Linked DNA regions of Anas platyrhynchos: region 1 is linked to region 2. The links are chromatin contacts, called in public Hi-C maps. All regions are on one chromosome and are shown on one strand. Each heading gives the region's core, a stretch centred on a gene start, on an enhancer-like site or on the middle of the called end of the contact. The rest is flanking DNA. Distances are from core to core; before and after follow the strand shown. Region 1 holds the start of FLNB (filamin B). Region 2 overlaps FLNB (filamin B).

Region 1 (4,492 bases), core at 154-2,653, 63 kb before region 2:
CTAGCCAAGTATTATACAGCTCCTTACTTCAGCAGGGAGTTTTCACAACTCCCGTTCCTCAAACAGAACTCCTTGTTTTTACAAAAGACAATGAACAAACATTTATTGTGTATTACACACACAACTGAACTATCTCAGTTTAGCAAGCTAGCAGAGGATTTTCTTTCACGTTGCAGAACCTGGGAACATGAACCACGCGCCTGATGCGATCTCCATACAGACGGGCTTGAAATGCTGGCTCTGTCCCTAAACATCATTACTTTTACAGTGGACTTTTTAAAAGCATATTATTGCTGCTAATGCGATGTATATGTATTTTAGAAGTAATTTCCCCGGACTCCAATGAAACGTTCTAACAGGGTTTTGTTCTCTAAACAATTTGAACCCGCTTCTTGCCCCGGGAGGAGGACGTTCGCCCCCCAGGCAGCACCACAGCATTGCTGGCTCAGTAACCCCAGCTGCGGCAGGGGCTGCTGCCCAGTGAGATGACCCAAACCCAAATCTGGTCCCCAAGGAGAGCAGAACCCCTCTTGTACTCCAGGACCTGGGGACCAGCCGTGACACACACAGGGGTGAAATTCAGCTTTGAGATGAAGCTGAGGTAGGTGGCTGGGCCAGGGGGTGGGTGAGCTGTGGCAGCAGGGTTTTACGTGGGGGCAGAATTTCGTGAGGAACAAGGGGTTTTTGAGGAAGCCTCGAAGAAGGCTGGGTTTAGCTCAGTTTCTTAGGGGGCCTGGAGCCCAAAGGTTCCCATTTATGGCCTCAAAACAATATGTAGGGGTGTGTGCAATGGGTCGAGGTGAGAGCTGGCATGAGGGCACGGCCTAGCAGAAAGCTGTGCCCCGAAATGCTTGCACCCGAAATGCAGCGGCTTTGTGGCAGCACGGAGCAGGAGGAACATGGAGGTCAGGACTTGTCATGTAGCGGTTTTACACATCTTGCTGGAAGTAAGAGGAAGTTGAGTTCCCGGGGGCCAGCCCTACTCTCTCCACGTACACACAGGTTTGGGGAACACTGAGTGAGAGCAGGGCCGGACGCTCCCCTCACAGGCACAAACGCCCTCTCAGCTCAGGCCCGGCTCAGCCCTGTCCCCAGGACACCCACTGGGATTTGGGTGCACGAGTAGGGCCCAGCGGGCTCTGACCATTGCTGGGACACCCCAAGACTCCCTTACAGAGCTGGGCTTCTCCCCCAAAAACCATTCCCAGCCCTGAAGCTCTTGGCAAAGAAGCATTTTAGGGAAGAAGCGCTGCCAGTGGCACTCCCCAAACCTCCCCAGGCGTAACCCCCGGGGTCTGAGGAGGGGACACCCGGCACCCACACCCCCCCAGCCGTGGGGGTAAGGGGCTGGCTGCCCCCCACCAGCCCCGAGGTGCAGCCCAGGAGGGGCCGAGCCCGCCCTGCCCGCGCCCCTCCCTCAGCCCGCCCGCCGCCTCAGGGAGCTCGGCCGCGGGCCGGCAGCGGAGCGGAGCCCGGAGCCCTCCCGCAGCGGGCAGCCCCCGGTAGGTACCGGGGGACGGGGCCTCGGTCCTGGGAAGGAGCAGAGAGGCTCCGGGGGGCTGGGGGTGGTGGCGGGGGGAGCTCCCTGCATGCTGCGGGCGTGGGAGGGAGAAGCGCTGGGTGGGGGTTTTCGACTCCTGACGGGAGTTTGCTCACAGCTTCTGAGTGATGAAGGGTCTCGGCGTGAACGGAGAGGGGCTTCGGGGGCTGGAAATGTCAGGGTCTGGTCCTAATGACAGCGGGTGTAGCTGCAGGGAGAGGGCTGGGTTGTGTCCCCAGCCCTTCGGTTTGCTGGAGGCAGGCAGTACCTGGCGGGTGACAGGCACTGTGCCATCATTGGGCTGCTCCTTATTCTGCCGGGATAAAGCAGCGGAGTCTTACCTAAGGTTTTTGCATAAGCATTCACTGTATCGTTTACATTGTAAAACGCTGGGATTAGAGCAGTGATTCCTCTTGCTCAGAAATCAAGGCTGGATCAAAAGTGATTACTTCAGCTGCAGAAGCCTTATGCTTGGTTCAAAGGAAAACGAGCAGCGCCCCATCCCTATAAACCTAAACCTAAAACAGCAAATTGTTCCCCTCAGCCCAAAGAATACCCTCCAACCTTACAGCGTTATATATTTTTCCTTAGAAAGAAACCAGAAAAAGTATTTCCCTAAAATCTGAGACCCACTTTTTTTTTTCTTTTCTTTATTATAACACTCTTGGCTCGGTGTCTCGCGGAGGCTGCCAGACGGATGGCTGTTAAGTGGTAGTTTCTGAGCAGGGTGAATGGGATTGCAATCACCGTGTTTCGGAGTCGGAACAGCTCGGGTTGCTCTTTACAGGCCCCTGAGTCGCCAGAATCGGATTCCCACGAGGTGCTTTCTGGCCAGAGATGCGGCTCTTGGTTACAGAAACGCAGCTCTCCTGGCCACCGCCTTTGATTTATTCTTCCGTATCACCGAGAACAAGTCAGCGTTATTCTCTGGAATGATGAGCTCCTCCAAAAGCCAGTGTGTTGGGAGAAAGAAAGCGGGATTTTTTATCGTCTCGCTAATAGCAGCCTGCAGGAACGCGCTCGCAGCGAGCCCTCCTGCCTGGGTTCTGGCACCTATCCTGGAGGCTGCTGGCACAGCCCGGGACTGCTCGTGGTCCTTCTAGAAGCAGGCAGGGGAAGCAGTGCACGTGGGATCCTGCTCCCAAGGGCACCCCAGAGATGTTGCGTTTGAGGTGAAGCCTCCAGGGGGCTGGAGATGTCCTTTGGGGCTGGCATTGCCCAACTTGGGCAGCATCAGCTGGGTCCCGTGTGCTCAGCCTCGTAGGCCACCCAAGCAGGGACATGGGATGAGACCACTGGGTGCCTTGGCTATTGCCATGCAGCCCTTGGCTCGATGCCTTCCCACAACAGTGGGGTTTGCCCCATGGACATCCCCATCCATAGTCTGTAAGCAGGGTTGCAGGGAAAGACGTCTGCTTTATAGGCAGCCTGTGCTTTGTCCAAAGGGAGCAGAACCTGCCCAGGCTGGTGGGGTTTATTCAGCAGGGACCTCATGTCACTCCCATTCAGGAGGGTAATAAAACTCCCATTGATGCTTTTCATTTCCATATGACTTTCTATGGACTCCTGATGAACACAGCAACATGCCCTGAGTGTGGAGGGCGCGGGGGCTGCGGGTGACTGCCGAGCAGAGGAGTCTGCTGCATCCTGTTTTTGTAGAGGGCTTTTCCTCTTAGCAGTTGTAGTGAAAACAAACATGTGGGAGAACAATGGTGGTTTTTTTTTTTTCTCTTTTCCTCTACATTTTAAATGCAAAAAAAAAAAAAAGCCTATTAAAACTAAGTAAAGTTGTCTTAACGACAACAACAAAAAGCAATACCTATTATGTTAATTAGGAAAGTAAGCGTAACCCAACGCGGAATCCCAAGCACAAAGGTCACCTGCCTTCTGGATCTCAGTGTGCATTTTTGCCATTGAAAGCCTGTTTCGGATGGGGCACTGGCAGCAGAACAATGCTGGTGCCATGCAGGCGTTATCTGTGATAAAGGAGGGCCAGCTTCACACCCCAGAGGAACACCCCTGTGTGCTGCCGAGGGACTTCGCAGCCTTGTGAGTCATCCTCTCAGCGGGGAGCAAATGGGATTCCACAGAAAGTATTTCCTTTCTCCAGGTCAACTTTCTGGTATTTCATTTGTTGGGTCTAAAATGCTTTACCATAAGCAAACAAGAGTAATTCTGTAGAAATGGAAGTAAGATATTTAGTTCTTTCTAGGAGTAAGACTCGGAGATGCTGTTTGTAGGAGAACTCACCCCCTGGGGAAGAGGGGCTGCAAAGCTAGCGATGAGGTACAGCGTAGCGGGGGGACAGCCAGCTCCAATAGTTCCAACTTAAGCTAGCTTTAGAGAAACATCTGATGCTGTTTTTTCAACATACAGAGGTGGAAGATCCTTTGTAATAAGTGAGTAGGGGCGTGGGTTGGTTGGTCACCAGGTTGCCCCTGTTGGGGATGTTTGCGCAGCTGCAGCTGCCTTGGGGGGAGCCCCCACCTGAACCCTCTCATCCCATGCAGGTGCTTCAGTGACCGAGGCTCGTCCCAAATCAAGCTCCTGAGGCTCTTCGCTACGAGGTGGGTCCCGTGCTTTAGCCATCCTTCTCCCCCTCCCCATTTTTTGTTTTTTCCTGAGCAGTGGATGTCACACCTGGACACACATGTCCAGCACCGGCGCGTGGTTATATGGGGCGATGCTGTTCGTGCCACCAGCAGCGTGCAATTCCCTGCTGGTAGAGGAACTTGGTCCCATCACAGCCCCTTCCTTTTCTGTTACCATCAAAGCGCTTCGTGGAAAATAGAGGAATTAGAACAGAATTTTCTTTTAAGGGAACGGGAGAAAGAAATAAGCTACAATAATGTCAAAATATTGCACGCAACATTATTCGGAGTGTAATGCTGATTTGAAGCAGCGTATCCTTTCAAGAGCTGTTTTGGTTTTGTTATGTCGAACACAACACAG
Region 2 (4,625 bases), core at 1,876-4,375:
TATTAAATGGTTCAGTCCACAAAGCCAGAGCCAGCCACTTGCAGGCGTTTGGGCATTTTACTGCAGCTGTTAAAGCTGTGTTGTATTAACACTATCCGTCTTAACTTCCAGGCAGTCCTTTCAAGGTTCCTGTGAAGGATGTTGTGGATCCCAGCAAGGTGAAGATTGCAGGGCCAGGTCTGGGAACAGCTGTTCGAGCCAAAATCCCACAGTCCTTTACTGTAGACACCAGCAAGGCAGGAGTAGCGCCCCTGGAGGTGGTGGTGGCAGGACCCAGAGGTAAGAAGCGAAGAACTCAACCTGGCTGTGCCCATCTCTGCACTTGGGTGGGTATCGTGCTCCTGGCCCTGCTTGCAAGAGTGGTGATGCCGCTTGTAGGAACATTTCCCTTGGTTCCCATTCCTCTGGTCCATGCATCTGGAGTGCTGACCCACGTGTACTGCTGTAAGAGGAGGAGAGCTGTGTGCTGTGCAGGGCTGCTTTGAGCAGTGTCTTTAAATCGCTTTATCCTAATCTTCACAGGTAACAGAAATGAGATGAGTAAGCATCATCGATGAACAAACACGGCTTAGGTTTAGGCATAAACAAGTAAATCCAATGTCTCACAGCAGCCTTGTATCTGAACCCGGGCTGGCTGGCATAGCACAGCATCTCGCCTAGAACAAGCAGCCCCTCAGTCAGGGCAGCTGCCGCTCGCTCAGTTAGCGAGGGCGCTGCTCAGACCAATGCAGGACCATTGCTACAGCCTTGCCCCTCTGTGGAGCAACATCACCAAAATGATCCCCAGAGCCCAGCAGTGAAATAACTGTCCATCCAGGAGGCACAGCTGAGGGGCAACTTTAAGCCCTACTAGAATAGTAGCAAGGGGTAGTGTACAGGTTGCCCCTATCAAACTCTTTAGATGCCTCCAAGTTGCGCCTTGCTAGGAGGTGAGAGCCGGTTCACCACTCGAGTATCGGGTTGTCCTGGTGCAAGTGACTTTCAGGTAACAGTTCTTTAATTTTAGCGGATGAGACGGATTCCCAGGGATCGAGCTCTCCTTTGAAAGTGATTTCGGATTTTAAAGGTGATCCAAAGGGTGACACTGCAACAGGTTTGAACTCTTACTAACTACTGGCAACTTGGGCTCTCAGAAATCCAACTGGCAACAGCAAGAATCATCTGGAGGAGGGAGTGGGAACAAACTGTGCTGCTTTTCAGGCTTTGCATGACAACTATACATTTCTTTTGCACTCACTATACTGCTAATCTTTCCTGTGTTTCAAGCCAAGTTGTAATTGTAGACTGCTTTGTGTGTTGATCTGGACTGATACGTCACATAATCTGCTGTAGGTTTAGCTTAATGCAAATTGAAATAATTGATCCTTCTTTCTTATGACTTTGGCAGCTTGCAGGATTCTCCTGTCTAGGCAGTGAGCCTGCCTTTCCTAATACTTGATTGTGAAAGACTCAAATTGGTGAATGCTATGCACTAACAGGCTTTAGGGCTCAACTCTGTGCAGTGAATCCCAGTGGCAGTATGTAATCTTGTAAATGGCAGTTCAGGCAATTATAACCATTACTCATTTTCTTCGTGGGAAGATCTTCAGAGTATTTTGAGAAATTGCTCTTGACCAGGACTGTACAAAAAGGCAGATTTTCCTCCAGTATTTTCATGCTAGCTTTTGTTTACAGTGAGAAGATGGGTACCCAGAGAGCAGTTGATGGCAAATCTGTCTTAAGTTAATGGCTCTTGAATACAAAATAAGGGAAACTGATCACTGATCCATGCCCATTACCTTCATTCAAAACAATAAATAAATAAATAAAGAATGAAATGTAGCTTCTTCCAAATTGTAAATCAGCAGAGCATTGTGTAACATCAAATGGCTGATAAGGAATTGAGTTTTAATATTGCAGCTGAGAATTGTCTGTTGCTTTTTTAGGAATTGTGGAGCCTGTTAATGTGGTAGACAATGGAGATGGCACCCACACAGTGGTGTACACCCCTACCCTGGAGGGACCGTATATGATCTCTGTCAAGTATGCTGATGAAGAGATTCCTCGCAGGTAAGGTGGTGAGGATAAACTTAGATAACCTGAAGAGTTCATGACCTGATTGTGCTCTCCCAGCACATGAATACTATTTAAGGACTAGCTGTGGTCCTTCCTACTAAGCCAGTACAGCTACATGTACGGCTTTTGGGTTTAGCAGTGATTTGAGACTGCTGCATCTACAGCAGGGATGCCAGAGGGGAGGTGTATCTGCACCTCAGCACCGGCTCCAGCTCAGCTCGTCTGCCTGTGGTCTTTCTGAAGACGTTCATCCCTGCGACAAAGCTCTGCTTTAAGCTTTCCTTTCTACTCCAGACAGTTACTGGGAGAGCTGTACCTACTCCTCAGGGCAGTAACCAGAACACCATTCCGTGGGTTCAGGCACTGCAGAGGCTCTGGGATGTGCATGTGTCCCAGTAGCTCAAATGCTCTGCAGCATGTCAGATCTCCTCTTGAGTTAGCAGTGTCCTGTATCACCCTTTGAGGGAAGGGAAAACTGTCCCAGTGATCAGCTGGGCATTGGCTAAAGGCTCAAATGAAGCTGGTAGTGTTGTCAAATGCCCCTTGTGCTGTCCACCTGTGTAGTGTGTTCTGCAACAATGATCAACCATGATTTAGGAGGAGGGGGTGATAATGTGTTTTTTTTTCTTAAAGTCCCTTCAAGGTGAAGGTGCTTCCTACGTATGATGCCAGCAAAGTGACAGCAAGTGGACCAGGTCTCAGTTCCTATGGCATACCAGCCAGCCTGCCTGTGGAGTTTGCCGTGGATGCTAAAGATGCCGGGCAGGGACTTCTCACTGTACAGATAACTGTGAGTAATTGCAAAACCATGGGGGGGTTGCAACAAATTGTTTCTAGGTGGGATTGAGTGGCTCCTGTATGAAGTGTGCACAGCCTTCGGTGTTCTGAAGACTGGACTGCTGGCTGGGCCTTAAGCTCTGTATTTGTGAAGCTCTTGAAATTGCTTCTCTGAGACTTCTGTCTTAGTCATCACCCATGCTATATTTGGCTCATAATTAACCTTACACTCTGCAAATGCCCCTCCAAAAGAGATAAATACAGGCTCTTTACAAGATTACAGAAATGATGGAATTTGAAATGGAGACAGCCTGCTATCAGTGTAGTTCAGCAAGGCCACAATGTAACATCCACACTGAGCATTATGTGATGATAACGAGTTTCCCTCAAGGTTGCTTGAAGTTGTAAGCCATTTAAAGAGATATTACAGGAATGTTTTTTGTTTGACTTGGTTATTGCATTCCCTGAAGTTTCAGATGCTTGGACTCCATGGCCTCAGCAAAAATGTCTGTGTTTAGTGGGCCATAAAGCACATTTCTCAGCCCTGGCATGCCTAGGTCATGGCATGGCCGGTTGTACTTGCCGTTCTGCATTCTTGCTCCCGTGCTGTCCCATCTGCTCAGGTGCTGCAAAACAATTGGCTTTATTCTGGAATGCAAGTGTGCCCTTAAAGGATCTGGGATATTTATCAGAGCTCCCAGCATGGCTATGGCTTTGAAGATTAAGTTCCACAAGCCCTGTGTGGTGGGAATGTGTTTTCTCTAGCTTCTGGTTCTCAGCTTGTGAATGCCAAATATTTCACAGGGATCTCTGAAAGGAGCAAGCTCTTTCACACTGTACCTGGAATCTCAAGTCCGTCACAGCTTCTACTGTAGTCCAGGCAGCTTAAGCCATAAATTATAAATGGCATCAACATGTAGATTTGTGTGTGAGCAGGCCTGGAGGACTTTCTAAAGTGCTTCACGCTTTGCAGCTGTTGGGTTGCACTGAAAGCTGGGACCGGCTCTGTCCGAATCATTTTACACAGTGCTGATCTTGGTTTTAGATAAGGAGGCTTGATGCTGAGGCTCAGGTCTGTATTGTTTATGCAGCTCTTTAATTCTTCTATTCAGTTTAGAAGTAGTGTTTGAAGGGACTGCACAGACCTGCTTTTAACTGTAGATCTTGCAGTATCTCAAGAGCTGGATGCCTCATACTGGAGTCTGTTGTCAGCCCTCCTCACTACTTCCTGACCTCAAACCTTTCAGGGAGCAGCTGGGCAAAGCAACCCGGTGCTTTATCCGGATAGAGATGCCTGCTCTGACTCCTGATCTGTGCCCTGGGGACCTGAGAGGTGTTCTTCATTTCCAGCAGCTATATGACAACAAAGCTTAAAACTTTGTACAGTTAATGCAAAGTTAATTAAAATGGCTTGCTACATCTTAAAGGTTTTGGTATCGAGCAAAGCCCAGCTGCTGATAGCACGGACTGTTTTACAGTGCTCATAATAATCTATTCCTTGTACTTTGATTCTGAGCTTCAGTTCTGAACCTCTTTGATACCATCTAAGTATGGCTGCGAAAGGTTTGCTATCCTGCTGGAGGAAATCATAACTAACTTCATGGCGCCTAAATCTTCTGCTTTGCTTTCCTCAGGACCAAGAGGGCAAGCCCAAGAGGGTGGACATTCATGACAACAAGGATGGCACTTACACTGTGACCTACGTCCCCGACAAAACGGGCCGCTATACAATCGGCGTGAAGTACGGTGGCGATGACATCCCGTCCTCTCCATACCGCATCCGGGCATCTCCA

What was found. Hi-C and Micro-C count contacts between places; a contact is called where the count stands out from the background.
Region 1: a contact with region 2 is called in a Hi-C map of skeletal muscle, with 2.0 times the contacts expected there. The contact joins the promoter of FLNB here to the enhancer-like site in region 2. A contact is called at or near these places in 3 of 8 Hi-C or Micro-C datasets (skeletal muscle, small yellow follicle and subcutaneous adipose tissue).

The regions. Positions count from the first base shown.
Region 1 is chr13:12,529,889-12,534,380 of IASCAAS_PekinDuck_T2T, reverse strand. It overlaps FLNB (filamin B), which reads left to right and starts at 1,403. Exons shown (of 48, transcript XM_072044619.1): 1 at 1,403-1,502; 2 at 4,051-4,107.
Region 2 is chr13:12,468,706-12,473,330 of IASCAAS_PekinDuck_T2T, reverse strand. It overlaps FLNB (filamin B), which reads left to right. Exons shown (of 48, transcript XM_072044619.1): 28 at 112-279; 29 at 1,007-1,093; 30 at 1,926-2,049; 31 at 2,689-2,845; 32 at 4,467-4,625. Among named protein-coding and RNA genes, the nearest start is that of DNASE1L3, 34 kb to the right of the region's middle. Within about 2 kb of position 3,125, at least 4 of the 8 cell types and tissues checked have an H3K27ac peak or open chromatin away from gene starts, as enhancers often do. A contact at or near this core is called in small yellow follicle, where this site is marked.